Regions from separate parts of the Ovis canadensis genome. Here region 2 is linked to region 1. Evidence: chromatin contacts called from public Hi-C data. All regions are on one chromosome and are shown on one strand. Each heading gives the region's core, a stretch centred on a gene start, on an enhancer-like site or on the middle of the called end of the contact. The rest is flanking DNA. Distances are from core to core; before and after follow the strand shown. Region 1 has its middle 62 kb from the start of ABHD17C. Region 2 holds the start of CEMIP (cell migration inducing hyaluronidase 1).

The links. Hi-C and Micro-C count contacts between places; a contact is called where the count stands out from the background.
Region 2: a Hi-C map of fibroblasts shows a contact between it and region 1, with 5 times the contacts expected there. The contact joins the promoter of CEMIP here to the enhancer-like site in region 1. A contact is called at or near these places in 2 of 2 Hi-C or Micro-C datasets (fibroblasts and lung).

The regions. Positions count from the first base shown.
Region 1 is chr18:40,109,660-40,114,026 of ARS-UI_OviCan_v2, reverse strand. No RefSeq gene overlaps it. Among named protein-coding and RNA genes, the nearest start is that of ABHD17C, 62 kb to the left of the region's middle. Within about 2 kb of position 1,771, the one cell type or tissue checked has open chromatin away from gene starts, as enhancers often do. A contact at or near this core is called in fibroblasts, where this site is marked.
Region 2 is chr18:40,265,604-40,269,876 of ARS-UI_OviCan_v2, reverse strand. CEMIP (cell migration inducing hyaluronidase 1) reads right to left here and starts at 2,535. Exons shown (of 28, transcript XM_069559650.1): 1 at 2,296-2,535.

The DNA.
Region 1 (4,367 bases), core at 522-3,021:
CCCTAGTCACCTCTACCCTACTTTCTGTCTTTATTAATTTGATTACACTTGATACGTCACATAAGTGAAATCACATGTTCTCAGAACCCATCAATGTGTCCCATAATCTGTGAACTAATAGATATTTACAATGGCTTCAGCATGTGGTTCACGTAATCACTCTGCTGACCACTTGGAAATGTCTCATTTCCTTCCTTGGGGAGTGGGTCAGAACTTGACTGGCAAAAGTACAGTAAGTTCCCTACATACAAACAAGTTCCATTCTGGGAGCGTGTTCGTAAGTCCAATTTGTTTCTAACTCCAACAAAGTCAGCCTAGTTACCCAATAACACATTCTGCTGTATAGTACCATACTGTAATAAGTTTATAATACTTTTCACACAAATAATACATATAAAATCAAACACAACAAATAAAGGAAATATTTTTAATCTTACAGTACAGGACCTTGAGAAGTACAGGAGTACAGTACCACAGCTGGCACACAGGGGCTGGCATCGAGTGAACAGGCAAGAAGAGTCACTGACTGGAGGAGGGAGAGGAGGTGGGAGATGGTGGAGCGGAAGGGTCGTCAGCAACAGGAGATGGAGGGCAAGCTGAGATGTCACTCATGCCTGATATTGATGGCAGAGGTTCTGATTCCTTGCTCGATTCAATTCTATCTACCCTCTTGAAAAAATGATCCAGTGATGCATATTAGCATCTTTGAAAATTCGCAGCTTGAAGGTTTGTATGTAGGAGACGTATTCTACCTTGGACTTTTCCTGTGAGCAGTAAGACCTGACTTTTGTGTCTACTCTGTACCTCTCACCCACCTTCATGACACAGTGCCTGGGGAGTTTTATGCCCGTTCCTGGGGCAAGGAGCAATGAACATAGAAGGTGAGTCCTTTGACGTGCTGGTTAGTGATAGCCTCTGTCCTCTGACTCTGGTCCTGCTACTTCCATTCTAACCATGTGGTCTTCATTTCCCCAGGTGGCACAGAGAACAGGACAGAACAGAATTGAACACAGTGGTTTTGGCGAGCAAGTCAACACGCAAACGGGAATGAGAGCCCTGGGACTTTCCTAAGACAAACAAAGGATTTAAAAGAAATAACAGTATTTAACAGAACTCAAAACCCCCAAGTTCAGATTAAGAAAACAACTTGCTACAAACAACGGAAGATACTAAAATTAGCTGTATTTTTTTTTTTTTACTAGAAACTCTCTCATCACAGCACTCAAAAAAAGGTACATCAAGTTTAAGAAATGTTTTTATGATGGGAAAATAGAAATTTTCAGCTCCAGGAAGAATAAGTACTGAATCCTCCACTGACTGGAGCTTCCCAAGTGTCGCTAGTGGTAAAGAACCTGCCTGCCAGTGAAGGAGACATAATGAGACCCGGGTTCGATCTCTGGGTTAAAAAGATCCCGCGGGAGGAGGGTATGGCAACCCACTCCAGTATTCTTGCCTGGAGAATCCCATGGACAGAGGAGCCTGTAGGCTAACACTTCATGTGGTAGCAAAGAGTTGGACATGAATGAAGCAACTCAGCTGATCCACTCAGTGGCCTACCCCAAATCTTTGTTCATTCCTGCTTCCCCAAGTGCCTGGCTTCCTGTCAAACTACTATTGTCCCGAAGCCTTCACGTTTCCTCTTGATCATATTTCTTCCCTCAGGCCCCTTTTCAGCAATGAGCCAAAGCTCCAGGCAGTTGTCAAGTATTCCTCTTGTGCAGGCCAAGCCGTCCAAGGAGTGACACCACAAAGTGAAGACGCAAACGGATATGACGAGGCACTTGATGTTGGACTTGGCACAGCCCTGGGCAGAGAAGCTGCAGGGGAGGATCCACGCGGAGCCAGGATCCACATTATTTCCAGAAGAGTCATCGGGATATAACTGCACATGGCTCAAGTTCAGAGTCCTGGGTCAAAGCCCTTGGGAAATCCTATGGTCCAGAGTCTCTCACCCCAGTTGACACCTGGCATCAGTAAACATTCTAGACCAAGGGTCAGAAAACTATGGGCTCTGGGCCAAATAGGACCCCTGCCTATTTTTGTGTGACTAGCAAGCTTCAAGTGATTTTTAAATATTTGAAAAAAAATTAAGAAATATTCTTGACATTAAAATGGTATGCAATTAAAGTTTCAGTGTCTAAAATTAAAGTTTTGCTGCATACCACCACAGCCACTGACCTGTGCCTGTGTCTGTGGCTGCTTTCTTATTGTGTTAGAAGAGCTGAGTAGTATCAGAGACTGTATGGCCCACAGGAGCCTGAAATATTTACTCTCTGGCCCTCTGCAGAGAAAGTCTGCTATCCTCATATCCAGTTGCTTTTTAAAATGATTTTATTTATTTATATATTATGGCTCTGCTTGGTCTTCGTTGCTGAAAGGGGTTTCTCTGTTGTTGCTGTTCAGTCCCTCAGTCTTGTCCAACTCTTTACAATGCCATGGACTGCAGCACGCCAGGCTTCCCTGTCCTTCACCATCTCCTGGAGTTTGCTCAGACTCATGTCCATTGAGTTGTTGATGCCATTCATCATCGACTTTGGGAGCTTTCTCTAGTTGTGGTAATTGGGGCCTACTGTTCACTGTGGTGTTCGGGGTACTTTTCTCATTTTGGTGGCTTCTCTTGTTGAGGGTGGGCAGGCTTCAGTAGCTATGGCTCATGGCTCAGGAGTTGGGGCTACTAGCCTCCAGAGCACAGGCTCAGCCGTCGTGGTGCACAGGTTTAGTTGCCCCACAGCATGTGGGATCTTCCTGGATCAGGGATTGAAATGGTGTCTCCTGCATTGGCAGGTGGATTCTTTACCATGAGCCACCAGGGAAGCCCCAGTATTCAACTCTTTTTCAGAGACTGCAGTAGCAAAAGAAGAGAAAGGAACAGAGGAGAGGCAAGTCACAACCATCCCATCTAAGATGGGGAGCCCAGCTGGTCAGACAGGATCAGAGCTTGGGAATCACTACTTAGATCTGGCCACTGTGTTTCCACAAGGGGGCCCTTGGATGCCGTGAGGGATGGGCCAGGCCTGGTGACCGCCCTGCCGCTGCATCATCTCACCCTGCTACGGCCCTTCCTTGTCACTCGGCGTGCCTCTGGACTGCTCTTCCGGCAGCAGCCATTGCTGTCCTCATCTCCAGGGCAGAAGAAGTCTAAGTTCGGCTCCATTTGGCAGATGGAGAATTTGGGAAGACCTTACGTGTCATTCCAGCAATTCTGAGTGCCAATAACCTCTTCAAGATCAGTCCCCTCTCTCAATTCAACTTCTGTGCTGGCCCCTTGGACAGTCCCGGGGCTCCATTCTGTGTCCTGATAGACCCTAAGAAAGGGATTAATGTCTCCAGATATCCCACGGGCCGTCCTGCAAAAGGTGGTTCTATGAGGTCCCAGAGTCAAACTACTGTGAATGGGTGGAGGGATAATAGCTTTGAACTTGCATGGGGAAGGCTCACCTCACAATGTTTGCTGAGCAGAACCCAACCGACCACCTTGGGAGGCAATGAGTTCACTGCTTTAGCAGAAATTATGTGAGTGATAAGAGAGTGGTGGGTCCGATGACCTCTGGCTGCAAGGATTGTCGGAATCAGAACTCATGGATTTGGGGGCAGAGTTTGACCCCTCAGACACTGAATGTCTCCCAGGTGACACAGCGGTAAAGAATCTGCCTGCCAATGTATGAGACATGGATTCGATCCATGGGTCAGGAAGATCTCCTGGAATAGGAAATGGCAACCCATTCCAACATTCTTGTCTGGAGAATTCCAAGGACAGAGGAGCCTGGTGGGCTACAGTCCATGGGGTCGGAAAGAGTCAGACTCCACTTAGTGACTGCACACACACACACACACACACACACACACACACACACACACACTGAAGGCAGGAGCTCAGAGCACGGACTTTGGTGTCAGAGCTGTCCTAAGGTCAAGCCTCAGGCTCAGTCACTTACTGATTGAGTAATTTGTAAAGTTAAACTCATTGTTGACTGGGGGATTTTTGCAGAAAATAACGCCTATGGTGGTTTTTATTTTGGCTGGCCCCCAAATTAATTCTATTATTTCACTAGCAATTTGCAGGTTATTACATTCAATAGTTATACCTGACACACCTGTAAAGCCTTCTAATTTTCATGAAATGTTGTCTTCAACCCAAAGCAAAGGATTGACGCAAAGGAGCCTTCTCCAGTACAGTGAGTTTCATGTTTACTTTCTGTATCAGAATCAATCACTAAGGTTTTTTGTCTTTTTGTTGGTCTAATATTCACGTCATCTGAATTAGAACTATGTTCTGAAGAACTATCATCTTCTGAGATGCTAGTATATATATCACTCGGACAATCAGAAAGTATAAAATCATGAAAAACTTCTTCACTCAAAATTTC
Region 2 (4,273 bases), core at 1,286-3,785, 160 kb before region 1:
GGCATGGGTTTGATTCCTGGTTGGGGAGCTAGGATCCTGCATGCTGAGTGGCATGGCAAAAGAAAAAAAGTAAAATATGCTTATAATCACTACCATTTTAGGAGCTTTCTTTGTGTTTAGCATGGATATACGAGCTTTACATTTTACTACTTAATTCTCATTGGCAACTCTGCAAGGTTGGTTGCGTTGTCCCCAGTTTCCATATGGGGAAACAGACAAGAGTTTAAGCGACTTTTGAAAAGTCACACAAGCTGTCTTCAAAAATAAATAAATAAAGATGCTTGAGTGTTTTTACTCTCTATAGGCCTTCTACAAACAGAAGCAGATCTTCTGAATTTCTGGCAATGTTAAGATGAAGGAAGCTACATCTTCTACAGAGCTGAAAAATTACAAAAAGAGCCTCAGCCAATGTCATTTCTTATCAGAGAACGAAGATGTTTAATTTGCCCAGATTAACTCCTACAGGTTCTCTGCAGCCTGTTTCCAGGCAACCAACTGCAAAATGCTCTACTGGGCTAAAGAGGAACCAATGGAAGCTTCTTTAAGAGTGTTATGCGCCTGGGAGGAAGCGATTGGGCTCGGAAAACAGCACAGCTGCTTTTGCAAAAGGATCCAAACTCATTCTCTGTAAACGTGATCTATGTGCTTTTTCTCCATTCTGTCCCCGTAACTGTGAAACTAGTATCGCCTTCTGGTACCGTATTTACTAAAGAATTTAATAAAGCGGAACATGATCCTATGTCACGCGCCTAAAACAGTTTGGAGTGTGGGGGTCTCTAATTAGGTGTGGCATCATCTCACTGTCTCAGCGTGCGTTGCACAATTACAACACCTCGGAGGGCCCCGTGGTGCTGCAGAGAAGCCCCCACGACACCACACTGAAAGTCGGGTAAGAGCTCAGGTTCTGGGCGATCTCGGAACGGGTCACAAACCACCCAGGCTTCCTTTATCCTCCTGAGTGGCTCACGTCGCCTCGGGACGGGATCCGGAGGGCTCCTGCAGACCATCGGCCCCTCTCCACCTGCCCTGTACCCCTACTCTCCCAGTCTGGAAGGAAAACCGCGCCACTTCCCCGGGAGACCCAGGGCCACCGACAGGGAGTGGAGGAAGCGGCTGGGAGCTGTCCATGGTGGCGCCGCGCCTGGGCACGCAGAGCCGCCGGCTCCCGCCCCCGGGCGCGCCCGGGATCACGCTCCAGACCGCCGGAATGGAGAGACAGACTCGCTCCCAGCCAGCAGCCAGGCACTGGCTCACACATCAAAAGTTCCGTTTTAAAAGGGTTTTCTCACCTGTGGGCAGCCTTGGCTGCACGAAGTAGGACTCAGGACCTCAAACCCGGCTCCTGGCGGCGCGCCTGGGACGGCCGTAGTGTTGGACCCTTGGGGAACCGCGGCGGTCTTGAGAGCGCGGACAGCGAGTCTGCGGCGGAAGACCTCGGCGCACTGAGCTCCTTTCTCAGGAGCACATGCGTCCCGCCGGCTTCACTCCAGAGTGTCTCTGGCCCTGATTCCCAGAGCGGCGAGCTGGAGAGCTGGCCACGGCCCTGGCCTGGGCTCCGCCAGGTCCCTGTCTTTATTCCCAACCTTATTTGACCTTTCTCGGAGCTGACATTCCTCTCCAGGGACTGCTGAACCCTCTTGCAGCGATGCCAGGTTGGGCGTCGTAGTCTAGACATCAGTAGGGGTCCTCCTGTCATCTAACATTCAATTAACCTCCACCGGCCGTGTGCCAGAGCGATGCTGGGTGCCTCTCGCCGTCGGGGAGAGCGCGCGCGGCGAGGCAGCAGGAAGCGCAGGGGAAACAAGAAGGAAGACCGCGCTCAAAGCCGAGCAGCAGGGCGCAGACCTGTCGCCAGGCGCGCGCCCCCCAGTGCTCGGTGTGAGCCGACTCCCTGTGAGCTGGACTCCGCGATCTGACCCTCGGAGCAGTCACTCCTCGACGAGACACTTCGGGGAGCAAGTATCTCCCCGGAGACACTCAGAACCGGGGAACTCTACAGAAAACGGGGACCTGCTCCCCGCCGGATGCGCTCCGAGGACACTGGCGCCCCCCCGGCACCTGCTCCTTGCAAAGTCTCACACGACCTCAGAGAAATCCCACAGCGGACGTGTGCCCATCAACAGACACGTGGACAGACAGACGAACAGACAGCACAGCACAGACTGGACAGACAAACAAGCCCATGACGCGGTGCGCTTTCCCTAACACCGGTGGAGGCGCCGAACCCCCCATCTCCCCTCCCTTCTGAGGCTGGGCAGTCCGCACAGCCCCGGCGCGCCGAGCCGGCCCGCTTACCTCTGGGTCGGTAGCCGAGACACTCTCACGCCTCGCGGGCCAGAAGCGCCGCGGCCAGAGCGGTCGGGTGGCACACTGACCGGCCCGGTTATGTCCCGGGACTCGGGCAAGCCGAGTGGTAGTTCGTCCGGGAAAGCGGGGTTCAGCCCCGGACCGCGCTCAGCTCCGCCGGCTCCGCGCGCCGCTGGCCCTCGCCAGGCTCAGCCGGGGTGCACCGCGCTGCGCTCGCCCGCGCTCCCCGGCCGCCCTCCAGAGCGGCGGCTTTTATAGAGTGCTGCCTGCTCTTCAGCCGGCCGCGCCAGGCTGGCTCCTCCCCGGGGCCCCTGACGCCCGCGCGCCACCGACCCGCCCCCCGCTGAAGCTCGCCTCCCCCTTGCCCAAGTCGGGCGGGGGCCCCGGGCCCCGGCCGGCCCCGGGCGGGCTCTGGCGGCCGCTCTGGGAGACGCAGACCCGAGCCCGCGGAGCCCGGGGGAGCCCGAGCGCGCGGAGCCCGCCGGCGGCGGCGTCAGCAGCCAGGTGAGGGCGCTGGAGCCCAGGACACGGGAGGAGCAGCAGCGGCTGGCCGCGAGAGCCTCTTCCCCGTGCTCAGAGGGTTTGGGGTCTCGGTGCGTAGGCCTGAATCCCCACTCCAAACCAGCCAGGGAAGAGGCTCTCTCGGAGAAAGCCTAGCGCCTAGCACAGAATCGCGGAGAGACGAGGTTCAGGGTTATTAAGTCTCAGAATCTTTTTTTTCCTAATCCTATCAGGGTGTAATAGGGAAGAACAGACCTGAGTCCGTATTAGATGTGTTTCTTTTGCTTTAACCTTTGTATTCTGTTGCTTTAGCAGTGTTGCCTGTAGCCTGAAATATAAAGGATAGCCCGTTCTCAAGGCTCTGACCTTTGAGGATAACACTTGTTCTTGCATAGAGAGAGAAAACGTTTCAGAAGAGAGAGTAACATTTGTCTTGTTGGAAGTTTATAGGAACACTGTGACCCGATTTCAGCGGACAAAGATTACTGTATCAAGACATCTGCAACCAGCAACCTTGCCCTTTCCCTCACCTTGCCTTTAAAAATGCTTTGCTGAAACTCTTCCCGGAGTTTCAGGTTTTGAGGTACTGCAATAGACTTTTTTTGCACCAAATTCTGACATTTCGGTTTGCTTGGCCTCATTGTGTGTTGGGCACACAAGCTTGCCTTTGGTAAGGAGAGGGTGGCTTTAGAAAGAGATCCTAGTATAAGATTAAGCAGTTGCTCCAAGTGGAAGACCTGTGGGCTTTTCTGTCAAAGGGATCTTGATTTGAAACCAGAGTCAGACACGCTAGGTATGTGACTGCGGATGGGGATCTTATCACTCCCTGGTGGCTCAGACGGTAAAGAATCTGCCTGCAATGTGGGAGACCTGGGTTCCATCCCTGGGTCAGGAAGATCCCTTGGTGAAGGGAACGGCAACCGACTCTAGTTCTCTTGCCAGAAGAATCCCATGGAAAGAGGAGCCTGGTGGGCTACAGCCCATGAGGTTGCAAAGAGTCAGACACAGCTGAGAGAGTAACGCTTTCACTTTCATAGGGATCTTAACCTCCCTGGGCCTCAGTTTCTTCATCAGGAAAACGCGTTGCTTCCTTACCAACTCATAGGATGTGAGGGCACAGTAGTGCAGGTACCTAGGTCACAGCAGGTCTTCAGTAAATTAAACTCCTCCCTGTATGTGGGGGAGAGCTCTTTGACTGGACAGACTGAGGCCCTCCAGGGTCAGATCAAAAAGGCAAAACTGGTCTAGATATTTCCTTGCTGGAGGAAACAGTCCTAGTGGAAAGAGCCCATAACAGGGCCCTAGGGCACCTGGCATCTTCTCCCAGCTCAGCCACTACCTTGCTCTGTGGTTTGGAGCCATCCATTCTCCTTCTCTGCTTGCTGTACCTCTTCCACTTTCCTGGAGCTTACAGCTCAGCCACTCGCCTGGTGGACTGGAGTCCTCCTAGAATAGCTAGTCCTTT